Regions from separate parts of the Macaca mulatta genome. Here region 2 is linked to region 1. A link is a contact called in public Hi-C data. All regions are on one chromosome and are shown on one strand. Each heading gives the region's core, a stretch centred on a gene start, on an enhancer-like site or on the middle of the called end of the contact. The rest is flanking DNA. Distances are from core to core; before and after follow the strand shown. Region 1 has its middle 35 kb from the start of ADGRF5. Region 2 overlaps ADGRF5 (adhesion G protein-coupled receptor F5).

Region 1 (7,256 bases), core at 2,104-4,603:
TCAGTGAACCATGATTGTGCCAATGCACTACAGCCTGGTGACAGAGGGAGAACTTGTCTCAAAACAAAAACAAAATGACATTTTGGACTGGATAATTATAAAAAATAAAAATTAAGTTATGAGATCTATTTTCTTCTGCATTTCAAACCTGGTTCAGTTCTCACAGGAAATTGCCAAATTTCTTTTGTGAGCTTTTGAAAAAAGCATTAAATATGTCTAGAAGGCAGAATACATACATGTGGAAAGTGGGATCCTACTTACGTGGAAGGAGGAAGTCTTGAACAACATATTCCAAACTTTTAACAGTGATTATTTCTTGGTGTGGGGCAAATGGGTGCATAGGGAACTGGAAAGTCAAGTATAATGAGGAAAGAAATGGATACTTTCTGTCTTATAAAAATTTTTACATTTCCAGTAAAATAAAAGCTAATAATACAAGCTAACATATAGTAGGCACATACTATGGTCCAGGAATTTTGCTAAATACACTATTTCATTTAATGCCCATAAAAACCCTGTAGGCAGGTACCATTACTGTTTTAATTTTACAGTTGGGGAAGTGAGGTTTCGGAGAGACTAAATTACTCACCAGAGGATGACAGCTGAGTGTGAGAGCTATAATGTAAATGTGGCACCCCAATTCTGTAATTCCGGCCACACCACTGAATCTCCTCAAGTAAGTAAGTAAATAAATAAATAAATAAATAAATAAACAAACAAATAGAAGTAAAAATTCCTCTTTGGAAAGCAAGGAGTCAATCTCACCACCTCATACTCACACCTCCTATACATCTTATGCTTACACTCAAATGTAAACTTTGGTTCATTTAAACAACCCAATGTACATTTTTGTAACACACAACCCCTCTCAGCACCTGCAACACCAGGATAAGGAAAGTGAATATACATTTGGGGGAGGCAGAGTGGAGAAAAGAAGAGGCCACAAAAAGATATCTGAGGCTGGTGACTGGTCTTCCCTAAAGTAAAAATATAAAAGGCAGAGGGACAGATGGGCTAGTATGAGATTGCAGTTTAGGAACCCAAAAGTTCTGTAGACTTGGAAATGTCCTAAGTAAAAGTAATACTAATGGTTTTTTGATATATTTTAAAAGCCTATTTTATATTAACAAGGAAAAAATAATTAGAAGTGTATTTGGGTTTATAGTTCTTCAGTATCATTCTGTTAAAAGCCTTATTTTCCCTGAGCTATTTTTCTTTCTACTTGTCAAGGGTCACTTTCTTCTTCATAAGCCCCTGTAGTCCTTCCCCTTACCTTTAAATGACATTTTCTTTTTTTTATTGATACATAATAGTTATACATATTTATGGTGTGCATCTGATATTTTGATACATTCATATAATGTGTAATGGTTCCATCAGGGTAATTGGGATATTCATCACCTCGGGCATTTATAATTTCTATTTATTGGGAACATTTCAAATCTTCTTTTCTAGCTGTTTTGAAATACACAGTAAATTATTGTTAACAATCACCTTATTGTGCTACCAAACACTAGAACTTCCATTCCTTCTATCCAACTATATTTTTGTACACATTAACTAACCTTTCTTCATCCCTGTTCCCCCTTCCCAGTCTCTGGTAGCCATCATCCCTCTCCACCTCGATGAGATCAACTTTTTTAAGTATGAGTGAGAACATGCAATCTTTTTCTTTCTGTGCCTGGCATATTTTGCTTGATATAATGTTCTATAGTTCCATCCATATCCCTGCAAATGGCAGAATTTCATTCTTCTGGATCACATAGTAGATTTATTTGAAATTTTTTGAGGAACTTCCACAGTGTTTTCCAGAGTGGCTCTACTAATTTGCATTTCTATCAGCAGTGCACTAACATTCCCCTTTTTCAGCATCCTCACCAGTATTTGTTACTTGTTGTCTTTTTAATAATAGCCATTTTTAACTACGGTCCGATGATATCTCATTGTGGTATTGATTTGCATTTTCCTAATGATTGCTGATAATTAGCAGTTTTTCATATGCCTGTTGGCCATTTGTATGCCTTTTTCTATAAAACTGAACAGGCATTTCCTAAGCCGTCTGGATAGAATACCCTTATAGGAATGTTTTGTCTGGAAAATCCATGGCCCACTGACCATACTTTTACAAATTTGGGCTTATTTTTTCTTCTGAAAAAGAGAAAGTAAAAAGAAAATTACCGATTGCCTATCATATTACAGGCACCAAACAAGCTGCTTTACCTTTACCTCCATTTAGGTTTCCAAAGAACCCTGCACGGTAAATGTCATCTTTCTCATTTTACAAATAAAAAGGAATAAGATGGCCTGTCCGAGGTGGTCAATAACAGAATTGAGGTTTGAACTCTGTCTATTGTCCCCAAAGACTGTGTTTTCCTCTATGCACATTGCTTTTCAGTAGTAATGATGTTCTATAGAATTCATGCTTTATTATTAACGTTAGTGTCATTAATGTAAATAACAGCCACCATTTGTTGAATGTTTAGTAAATAGCAGTATCCTAAGAATTTTCAGGCTTCTCTCGTGTACTTTCAACAATAACTTTACAGATGAAGTAACCAAACTTTTGTAATGTAACCAAGTTAATATGGTAAGTGTTGGAAGCAGGCCTCAAACCCATAACTTTCTTAACAGTTCTATTACATTTTCTAGAATGCTACCACCCAGCATTAATCACTTCTCTGCTCACATCATTACCAAGACTTTGTTGCTTACTGATGCTCACGGAAGTGTTGTCCATAGAAAATAAGATGGAAACAAGTCCTCACCCCCACCCCCTACTCTCCAGCATAAGGGAGGCTTCCCAGCCTTGCTGATCCTAATCTCCAGCCCTTGGTCTCTAACATTCCCTATCTCAGTGGTTCCCAAATTTAAGCGTGCACCAGAGTCACCAAAGAGTTTGCTAAAATAACAGGTCTCTGGGCCCTGCTCTGGAGTTTCTAATTCAGAAGGTCTGGGGAGAAGTCCAAGAACTGGCATTTCTAATAAGTTCTAGGTGACGCTGATGCTGCTGGCTGGGGAATACTCCCTGAGAACGATTCTCTGATCTAAGAGAAAGCAGGCTATGAGCAATTCATATAACGCAGACTTTCATATGTAAACAATTGTCAGCAGAAATGATAGAAGTGATTTCACGAATGTGACTTTTTAATTTCACCCTTTTAAAATTAGTTATTGGGGAAAGGGTGGCTACATAACATTTCCCACAATGTGGTGAAATAGAAGACAGATGGGGCTGGCTCTCCTGCCCAGCCTACCTCAGGAAGAGAGAGTCACATTATCACCAGCACCAGGCAAAGCTTTCATGCTGCGAAGAATTATCCTTGGCAGTGCCCAGCAGCATGTTGTCATGGAATTCACAGCTGCCTTGCCCATGCCCTGTTCAGGGATATGGCTGAGATCTAAGAACCAGGAAACCTTATCCACAAATCCAGTGTGTCCCTTGGCAGAACATCACACTGAGGAACTCCTTTGCTCTGGTTTCGAGCATCGGGTCAGAATTCCAAAGGGATGTTGCCTCCCATTTGGTTGGCATAATGTAGCTGTTGGCAATGCTTTATCTACAATTTCTATCCAGCAAGATAAGGTCTTGCCAAACCCATTTGGGCTGGTATTCTTCAGTGATAAATTTCTCTTCTCCCAGCGTGATACTCATGAGGAGACCCAGAATTATAGAAAGTCAGAGATAGAAGAGACCTTTAAGCCTATCTAATGAATGTGGATCTGTGGTTTTACAGATGGGAAACTGAAATGCAGAGAGACAACAGGAAGAAGCTAGACCCCAAGCCTCCCAAGGACTCCCTGTCCCACAGAAAAATCTCCCCATTTCCCCACAGGAGCCAATCAAGGAAATACAACTAGGCACGTTTGGTTAAGATCAAGCCAGGTGAAATGTGGACCCCCTATGGGAGAATTCATGGTAATCAGTGAACTAGGGAACTCTTCCCCTATCACTTCTTTTAGTTCTTTGCTCCAGTTTCACCCCTCCTCCACTTTGCCCAGGTTAGCAGGAGACTCTTAGATAAAGGGTATGGAAAAATTACCTCATGGCATGGTGTTAAGAATGTTATGCTGTTAAAAGACAGCCCCAGTGTACAATTTCTCTCCAGAAGGGATACATGTCTATGGATAAAATATGGTCTGTTGCTGCTTCACAAGGTGAGGTCAGTGGGGAGACTTTCCAAACAAGGGAGGGGAGCTTGCTAAGGTAAGCCTGGGCCACGGTGGTGAAGGCTGAAGAGTTAACTGCAAAGCAGCCCTGAGCTTTCCAGGCCAACCCCTGGGGACCTTGCAAATCTCTGTTCTGCATTCAAGTCACTGTTTTATGTTTGTTTGCTTTATTTTGTTCCCTCTACCTTAAGACCTGGGGTACAAAGTGGAATCTGTAAACAGTTTTATGTAATTCATCCATGGAAGTGGAGCTCTAGGCTGACAAAACTATGCAAAATTTTCCAGACTCTTTCTTCCCAAAGTAAGAAGTGAATCCAAAAAGTACAGAATATTTCTAATCTATTTTTCAAGCCACATATTTGAATTAACTCTGTTTTGCCCAAGGTATCCAAGGTATAACCTTTTGATACGACTCAAATATTAAAAAAAAAAACACTGTTTTTCTAGCAGATGAAAATCCCGTGCCACCCATGGCTAATTCCTGCTTTGCTTAAAGCGGTCTTCAGTGTTTACCAGCACACTTGGGCATAAACCCAGGAAACAGAGGCATTGTTTGCCATCAGAAAACAGAGCTATTATAGTCACAGATTCCTAATCTCTTTTATTATACAAACCAAAGCAGCAACAATGCCGATTGCCCCTAATTAGAGTGGTGAGATTAAAACGTCTTTTGCACCCTCAAATTTGAGAGTGAATTTCAGGTGTATTTAAGCTTTAAGGAAGCTGTCCACGATTTATTTCTCGGTCGAAGCCTGCCCCCTGAAGTTTGATAAGGGTAATTACAATATAGGCCTACTGCCTTCTTACAAAATGCAAATTGTCTTTCCACAGAAGAACCACTTGAGGTTGTCGCAAAATGGCTAGGTATTGATGGAATGTATATCAAAATAATAACAGCTATTTATGACAAACCCACAGCCAATATCATACTGAATGGGCAAAAATTGGAAGCATTCCCTTTGAAAACCGGCAGAAGACAAGGTGCCCTCTCTCAACACTCCTATTCAACATAGTGTTGGAAGTTCTGGCCAGGGCATTAAGGCAAGAGAAAGAAAGAAAGGGTATTCAGGTAGGGGAAAAGGAAGTCAAATTGTCCCTGTTTGCAGTTGACATGACTGTATATTTAGAAAACCCCATCATCTCAGCCCAAACCCTCCTTAAGCTGATAAGCAACTTCAGCAAAAACTCAGGATACAAAATCAATGTGCAAAAATCACAAGCATTCCTATACACCAATAACACCAATAACAGAAAAACAGAGAGCCAAATCATGAGTGAACTCCCATTCACAATTGCTACAAAGAGAACAAAATACCTAGGAATCCAACTTAAAGAGATGTGAAGGACCTCTTCAAGGAGAAATACATGCCACTGCTCAACAAAATAAAAGAGGACACCAACAAATGGAAGAACATTCCATGCTCATGGGTAGGAAGAATCAATATAGTGAAAATGGCCATACTGCCCAACGTATTTTATAGATTCAATGCCATCCCCATCAAGCTATCAATAACTTTCTTCACAGAATTGGAAAAAAAAAAACTACTTCAAAGTTCATATGGAATCATAAAAAAGCTTGCATTGCCAAGACAATCCTAAGCAAAAAGAACAAAACTGGAGGCATCACGTTACCTGACTTCAAACTATGCTACAAGACTACAGTAACCAAAACAGCATGGTACTGGTACCCAAACAGATATATAGACCAATGGAACAGAACAGAGGCCTCAGAAGTAACACCACACATCTACAACCATCTGATCTTTGACAAACCTGACAAAAACAAGAAATGGGAAAAGGAATCCCTATTTAATAAATGGTGTTGGGAAAACTGGCTAGCCATATGTAGAAAGCTGAAACTGGATCCCTTCCTTACACCTTATACGAAAATTAATTCAAGATGGATTAAATACTTAAATTTTAGACCTAAAACCATAAAAATCCTAGAAGAAAACCTAGGCAATACCATTCAGGACATAGGCATGGGCAAGGACTTCACGACTAAAACACCAAAAGCAATGGAAACAAAAGCCAAAATAGACAAATGGAATCTACTTAATGATTTGGTGATTATTAAAAGGTCAGGAAACAATAGATGCTGGAGAGGACATGGAGAAATAGGAACGCCTTTACACTGTTAGTGGGAGTGTAAATTAGTTCAACCACTGTGGAAGACAGAGTGGCGATTCCTCAAGGATCTAGAACTAGAAATACCTTTTGACCCAGCAATCCCATTACTGGGTATAAACCCAGAGGATTATAAATCATACTACTATACAGACATATGCACATGTATGTTTATTGCAGCACTATTCACAATAGCAAAGACTTGGAACCAATCCAAATGTCCATCAATGATAGACTGGATTAAGAAAATGTGGCACATTGGCCAGGCGTGGTGGCTCACGCTTGTAATACCAGCACTTTGGGAGGCCAAGGCAGGCGGATCATTTGAAGTCGAAAGTTTGAGACCAGTCTGACCAACATGGAGAAATCCCGTCTCTACTAAAAATACCAAATTAGCCAGCCATGGTTGCTCATGCCTGTATGTCAGCTACTCAGGAGGTTGAGGCAGGAAAATTGCTTGAACCCAAGAGGTGGAGGTTGCGGTGAGCCAAGATCATGCCATTGCACTCCAGCCTGGGCAACAAAGGCAAAACTCCATCTCAAAAAAAATAAAAAAGAAAAGAAAGAAAATATGGCACATATACATCATGGAACACTATGCAGCCATAAAAGGATGAGTTCATGTCCTTTGCAGGGATGTGGATGAAGCTGGAAACCATCATTCTCAGTAAACTATCCCAAGGACAGAACACCAAACATCCCACATTCTCACTCACAGGTGGGAACTGAACAATGAGAACATTTGGACACAGGACAGGAAACATCACACATCGGGGCCTGTCGGGGGCTGAGGGGGTGGGGCAGGGATAGCATTAGGAGAAATACCTAATGTAAATAACGAGTTGATGGGTGCAGCAAACCAACATGGGACATGTATACCTATGTATCAAACCTGCACATTGTGCACATGCACCCTAGAACTTAAAGTAAAACAAATAAACAAACAAATAAATAAACAACAA
Region 2 (7,256 bases), core at 2,002-4,501, 140 kb before region 1:
CCTATTATATGGTAAGTGCCTACTTTTGCTTAAATGAGTTTGAGTGTGGTTCTATTACCTGTAACTGAGAAAGCCTTAATTAGTACCACTGCTATAGTGCATAATTGGTTCATCTGTAAAGAAAAGAAATAACAAAATTAGTTTGAGGATTAAATAAAATTATGTAATATGTAAGATCACCAAAACTGATTTGAAATGCAGACATGAGGAAGTTAACCAGGCTCACACACTTGTTATGTGAATTATTCACCAATTCTGGCTTCATAATGAGCAAGATTTAAACTCAAACTTTGGTAAAGTTATGATTGAGGATATCATATACCTTTGACGTTATTCTCAAAAGCTCTTAACCATGAATTAAATGTGACAATGTGAAAGGCATATGTAGTTTGATTCTGAATAGAGCTGGTGTCTAAATCTGAGTTCTATCAAGATCTATCATGTATTCTGAGTGTTGGATATTATTTAGACACATAGGAAGAAAATATGACTTCTCAGAAATGAAATGTGATTCTGAGACTGTCTTTAAACATATCAAGTGGAGAATTGAGATATTTGCCCTAATAAATTTGGCCAAGTTGTGATGCATGTTGTATATATGTGTGTATGATGCATATCTACTGTAATGTTTATGCATACACAGTATGATGTAAAATAATGAAGACTAAGTTTATTCATCAATAATTGCATGCCAGATATGGTTTTGTAGGCTTTATAAGAATTTTATAACAACCCATGGAGCCTGTGCCATTATTATCTCCTTTCACATAGTGCAAATTGAGGCAGAAAGAGTTATTTTACCAAAAGTCAAACTAAGAAGTGGTGAACCTACAATTGAAAAGCACACAGTTTGGCTCTAGAACCAATGCTCTTAACCACCATACCACATTTGCCGAACTGGCTGTCAATCAATGCTGAAGAACAGCCCAATACACCTGTCCATGCAAACTGAAGCAAAGAATGCAAAGCATTCAAGTAGCAAATCAGCTGCTGTTTCAGTCTGCATGTCATAAGGAAAATCATGACTTAGCTAAACGTAATAGGGCAAATGCTCCAATTCTCCACTTGATATGTTTAAACGTAGCCTCAGAATCACTCTTCATTTCTGGGAAGCCATATTTTCTTCCTACGTATCTAAATGCCATCCAACACTCCCAGAATTCTTGATAGATCCGAGACGTAAATAAAAACAACAACAGTGGTGATTGAGACCTTACAGGAAGCTCACTTAAATGAAGACTGAAGCTGGGGGGTCCACTAGACAGCTAAGTTGATATCTACCTTTAATAAAGCAGCACAGCAGGAATTCTTTGATGCTTCATCAGAGACTTAAAAAGGAAGTAGGCGCACTCTGAAGTTTGCTCAGAGCATTGGTCATTATGTCCTGGGCTGACCCAAGGTAGAATTATAAAGCGAGATGAAGCCTTAACTCCTCCACCCTCTCTGTCACTGTTGTCTTCCCTCTCATTTTGTGCATTTGAAACTCTTCCTGCTATGGAAGCCTACTTTTAAGAAAGTAACTGGCATCAGGTTGCACAGAGAAGCAGTATAAGGTGGTGGATACATGTCCATGTTCTAGGTCAGACACTGCATTTAGATCCTGGTTCTACTGGTCCTCAGCTGTGTGACTGTGGGCAAGTTATTTACCTCTCTGTGCTCAATTTTTTTCCTCTAAAAATGCGAAGAAAAAGAATCTTTAGTTACTTTTGGTTTGGTATACTGTTTAAATGAGATTATATGCATAAAAATCTTAGAACAGCATCAGGTACACAGCAAGAGCTCAAAAAATGTTGGTTAACATAGTTACATAGTTACCAGTCATTTTCATTCGATGGTAAATTTAAGTTACTGTGTTTCTCACCCAGAAGTATATTTGCGTACATTTTCTCTCTTTGAGATTAACCTGAGATTAACCTTGTTAATCTTATCTGTCCTTGAGATTTTGGTTTTTGTAAAAGGAATGTCCAACATGAGGGAGAAGGTGTGAGAGCTATTTCGAGGGGATAGGAGCAACAGGCCAAGGTGTGTGACATCCCCCTCAAACTGGGAAGCTGTCTGCCTCATTACTTAAGGCCAGTTCAGTTTGTCCCTCTACTCCAAGGACCAGCCCTGCTGGCAGTTGGCCCTGTTGACTTCTCCTGGGTCTTCTCGGATCACATGTTAGCAATGTGTGCTCAGAGGCTAGGGTAGGAACTTGCCATCCAGCCTCAGCTGCCGGCTGGACTGTCAGATAGCCCTGGGATAGCTGCAGATTCATCTGCAGATTCTTCATAGATTGAAAATGAAAATCCAGGCCAGCAGTGGCTTTCAATGGATGAATTAGGAAAGGGAATAGGAGACCACCTATGTTAATCCTTTTGCAGCTGCCTTGATGGAAAAACTATTAGGTTCCCATGAAACATGGAAGGCACCCATTTTTCTTCCTCAAACGACCTTCCAGCAGCCTATCTGGAATGGGTGAACTAGATCATTTTCGGGGCTTTCAGCTTTGCTGTTAGTGCCATAAATGAGAGTCAATCAGTGAGGGGGGACAGAGAAAGGAAGGAGCTATCCCAGTGAGTATGCCTCAGAAATGTATGCCTGCCTGTGGATGTGCTAGGCACACTTGTAAACCAGTCTCTGAGACAGGTCTCAATCAACTTAGAAGTTTATTTTGCCAAAGTTAAGAACAAGCCTGGAATAAAGGAACACAGAATCACAGAGACAGTCTGTGGTCTGTGTCTTTCTGCAAAGATATTTTGAGGGATTCAGTATTTAAAGGGGAAAAGTGGAGACGAAAGAGGGAGGGTATGGTCACATCGCTGAATCTATGCCTTGTAGGAGAAAAGGAGCAGCTAGGGGAACAGCCAGTGATCTATTCATCTCAGTAAATTGGCACTTTACATAAAAGGTGAACCTACTGTAGCCATCTGTGGAGATATCTGGCCTTTCATCTAATAGCTATTTGCTTAGCAACAGAAGGAAAAAGCTGTTTCTTGCTTGACTCAGCTTCCATCTTAATTTTTTTCCTTTTTGCATAGTGAATTGGGGGCCCTAAATTTCCTTCGCCTTTCACACACTGAAACTACGTGTGTGAAACTCCCTCCACATTCCTACGTGGCTTTCTGACTACCCTTTCCTCTGCAAGGATCATAATATAAAAGTATTAGGAGGCGGGAGTGAAAGAGATTTTTTTCATTCCTGGTTTCTGTTATCCACTATGCCTTGACCTTCGCTCTGTCCATGTGATCATACTACTTCCTGAACATAGCTCATTGGGCGCGTCATCCGCGGGACTGATTCGGCCTCCCACGCGCTTCCTGAGGCCGGACCGCAACGGGGACACTTCCTTTCAAGCCCACCAGGGGGCGCGCGAGCCTCAGGAGACGCAGGCGGTGGTTGTGGAGCTGCAGTGCTGGAGGCCAGCTGTCACTCCGGCCCAGCTGGAGATTCCTGTCGGGAATGCTTGGGATAGGACAGCTGTGAGGGAGCCCCTGGGGCATGGGAAAACCCTCACAGTTCCAGGAAAAAATAAATAAATAAAACAGAAAACGCGTGCACAGTTTTTCTCGGTTAATCAAAGTCAAATTCCTCTTCCCACAACTGCTGCGGTGCCGGCTGGCTGGCAGGATGGAAGACTCAGGATGGCACCAATCAAAATCCGAAAAAGGCAGGGCCCAAAGTCATTCCTGGGTTTTGTTGTTTAATGTCATCAGAAGTGGGCCGTGACAGCAATCTGCCCACCACTTGCCCAATCAGGTCCTCTTGCCTTTCATGCTGAGAATAAAGCCATTTCCCCCTGTCCAGGATCCTGGGTTTGTTCTGTTTAGGCTTCAATAGTCACTGGCATCCTTCACTTGGCTCTGCATGAGAGAATAAAAACCCTGGGGTGGGAACAGGCTCATGTATCTCCTAACCATGCCCGATGTGTGCGGAGGGACCTGTTGTGGACACTGGTGGCTTTTCAATGTCGTCTCAAAGTTTACAGGTTAAAAGAGAAGGATGCGTGTGTATAAAATCATTTAAGAATAGACAGGACGGCTGTGTCTGAATCGTAGGACACCACGACCAAGGCCCCCACGCCCACCCCTAACACATACAGATGGTATTTGGAGATAAGAACTGGTGTCTGGCACAGAGCGGGCTTCGGGAGTTGTCCCATCTCCCTTCTCTTCTTCTTCTGTCCACTCCATATTCACTAAGAGTGGGAAACTTGGTTTCCATCGAGAATGTGCTAGAGGATAAATAGAGCCCTCACATCCTGTATATTCATCTGTAGGAAATGAGGGCTCTATTTTCAGCTGTCAATGAAAATTCCAAGCCATCCACACACAAATGTTGGAACAGGCATCTCTTTGTTTGCCAGACAATTTGTTTCTGAAAACTTTACTTCAAGGACCCTTGTTTAAACCTTCTATAACGTGATGGATCTTTGCACACGGCTTGGAAGTGCAGATGGCGTGAGGGAAGCCATCAGCCCTGCCAGCCAGTTGAGTTCAGCAGCGAGCTGCTGGCCTCCTCCATGCCTGGAAGATGGAAAGGATAGTTTGCTGTTTGGAAAATGGAGCTGCATTCTGGGTGACATGCAGAAGACTGAGCAGGGCAGCACCACATTGCAAGAAGACACACAATTACTACAAAGATAGCTCAAGAGATCTCATTAGATATTTCATTGTTATAGTATGGAAAGGAAGCATAGCTGTGTGCTGGCATACATGATGCAATTTTAAATCCCAAGTCATAATTTTAGAAACCAATAGAACCTAATATTAACGCTAAACTACCGGGCTCTTGAAATGATGAAACACTATTCCAATTGCCCTTTTAAAAACACAATCAGAAGGTATGTGCCCGGTAAGTTCCACCTTCATTTTGGACACTTGAAGAATCACACTTTTACTGGCCTGGGTCACTGGGTTTCCTCTTTGAGATGAGGAGGCCTTATTTGACTTCACCATCACATGACACAAAATAAATGCATTCCACCTACCTGGCATTTCTAGGACCACCTATTTCTTTTTGTCTTCAAATGATTGTGATTTCCTGCTCCATTCACCTCAATAACTCGCCCACACCTCCTTTCTATATGTACTAATTGCTGTAATCTTTCTCATCTCCATATAACTTTTTTTTTTCTGAAGCATTCCAACATGGATCTTTTTGAAATTCTCTATACAAACCACAAAAGGCTGTGACTTCCCACAGTCTTTCTTAATTTCTGACCTTAGCAACCTACATCCTGAAAACCCCACGGACATTTATTTAACTGTTTCCCCATGTAAACAATAAGAAATGGGGGAGGAGGATGGCAGACATCTGGCTTACTCAAGAAATGATGTGTTAGTCTGGACTTAGAATATTCCCAGAGAATATTCCTGTAATCTGTATTAACTGCTCATTTGTGAATGTTCTAACCTCACAGACTCTGACGCATTAGGACAGAGCCCTTTGCAAGAAACTGACTTAATGGAAAGCTCCTAATGCAAGAAAGTTTAGGCCCAGGGAATGGACTTTATACACTGAGAGATGTCAGAAACACAGGGAAGCACTGGGCACCTTACAAACAAAGTAGATCGCACAACTCAATGTGCCTTCATTCTCAGAAATCTGCTACTAATAGCCTTGTAATCATTGCTGATTGAGAGATGGCAACCTCAGGGCCGAGCAAGGTTCCTGCATTCATAAAATTCTCAGCTTCATAGCTGCTCTTCTACAATTTTGAATTCTACTGTTCATTTTAGGGTGTTCTTGAGAAAGGGTAGTGGCTGGGCTAATGCGTATTGCAGTGGGCAGAAAACCAGCAAGTGTTTCTCCAATTATTTGCTTTCATAGCTTTTCTGGAATTTGGACCCAGTGCTGTGGCTTGAAAGGGTGAAAGCACATGCATGTATGTATGTGCACATGTGCGCATGTGTGTATTTGTGTGTGCTGGGGATAAGGGAATATGCCCCAGTTAACGAGTGGAGCAGTGGGGCAGATCCACATCCTGTGTAACTCCCACAGGCTCCTGCTATAATGAAAGTTCCCTTCAGAGGGTTGAACACAGTGATTCCCCGAGGGATCTTGGCTGAAGTGGGTGGAAGTTCAGCGTTTCTTGTCCCACTGAATTTTTGAGCATGACAACCACATCCTGCTCCCAATACTGTGTGCTTTCCTTGATTGATCATGTCAAGATAGCCCTGCTAACATTGGGCTCCAAGCCTGGCTCGATTCTTCTTGATATAACTTCAGGAACCAAATCAGTCAAAGGCCTTCTTTCTCTAATTCTAATTCTAATTCTAATTCAAGGGATTTCTCCCAACCCAACCTCTGTCTCCATCTTCTTAGTACCAAGCTCTGCCCAAAGTTGATCATTCCTGAAGAATGTGGCATGCACTTACAGCATAACAATGATTTCCTTTAGGGACTTTTGGTAATGCACCATTCATTTGGGACAGGGATGCGACAATTCTCAGGCAAATGTGGGAGTAGATGTCTATGTCATTTGTGAATATGTAGAAATAAAGAATTCATTTACGTTAACTGTCCCACCTCTGCCCCATGCCTCTCCTTCTCTATGAAGAAAAGAGAGGCAGAAGCAGAATTTAAGTAGAATTTAAAATTTAAAATAAAAAGAAGATATGTTAAAGGATTAAAATATTAAAAGAAAACTCCTTTGAACCTCAATAAAGAAATGGCTGTTGAATCTCAGCCTCTTTTGCCCCATCTTCCTAATGGCTGTGCCCATTTATGTTGCCACACAGCCCACATATCCTGAGTAGTCCCACATCTCTATTTTTGTCTCATTTTCCTTTTGGGATAGGACTTCTATTTGCAATGTAGGGTTGCTGTATCAATAGCACATGGTTATTCACTCTAATATGGATGCTATTAACTCTAATATGAGTTAACTCTAATATGGATGCTATTTTCATAAATATTTATATTTTTTAATGAAATACATACACACCAAAAAAAGAAGCACACATGCAGATAATTCACAATCAAATCCTTGGGAAAGGTTCTGCCATTTGTTCAACAAGGTCAAGTGTCATTAGGAGCACAGAACAGCCAAATGTAAAATTTCTTTCCAGGAGCTTTCTGAGTGGTTGGAATAAACACAACTTAGACCATGCAAAGCTCTTAATGTATATTGGTCTGGGAACTTAAAGATGGAAACAGAGAATACATAGGGAGCTATACAACACACCAAGGGCCATTATCCACAGTAACAATAACAGTGACAACAGCAATAATAATGTACAATGCTATAAGATTATTAAAATCTATACTGCACA

What was found. Hi-C and Micro-C count contacts between places; a contact is called where the count stands out from the background.
Region 2: a Hi-C map of liver shows a contact between it and region 1, with 10 times the contacts expected there. The contact joins two enhancer-like sites. A contact is called at or near these places in 8 of 14 Hi-C or Micro-C datasets (blood, cortical neurons, fetal cortex germinal zone and 4 more).

Annotation. Positions count from the first base shown.
Region 1 is chr4:135,198,963-135,206,218 of T2T-MMU8v2.0, reverse strand. No RefSeq gene overlaps it. Among named protein-coding and RNA genes, the nearest start is that of ADGRF5, 35 kb to the left of the region's middle. Within about 2 kb of position 3,353, at least 4 of the 40 cell types and tissues checked have an H3K27ac peak or open chromatin away from gene starts, as enhancers often do.
Region 2 is chr4:135,340,331-135,347,586 of T2T-MMU8v2.0, reverse strand. ADGRF5 (adhesion G protein-coupled receptor F5) reads right to left here. Exons shown (of 22, transcript XM_077999826.1): 22 at 7,094-7,256. Among named protein-coding and RNA genes, the nearest start is that of MEP1A, 52 kb to the left of the region's middle. Within about 2 kb of position 3,251, at least 8 of the 40 cell types and tissues checked have an H3K27ac peak or open chromatin away from gene starts, as enhancers often do.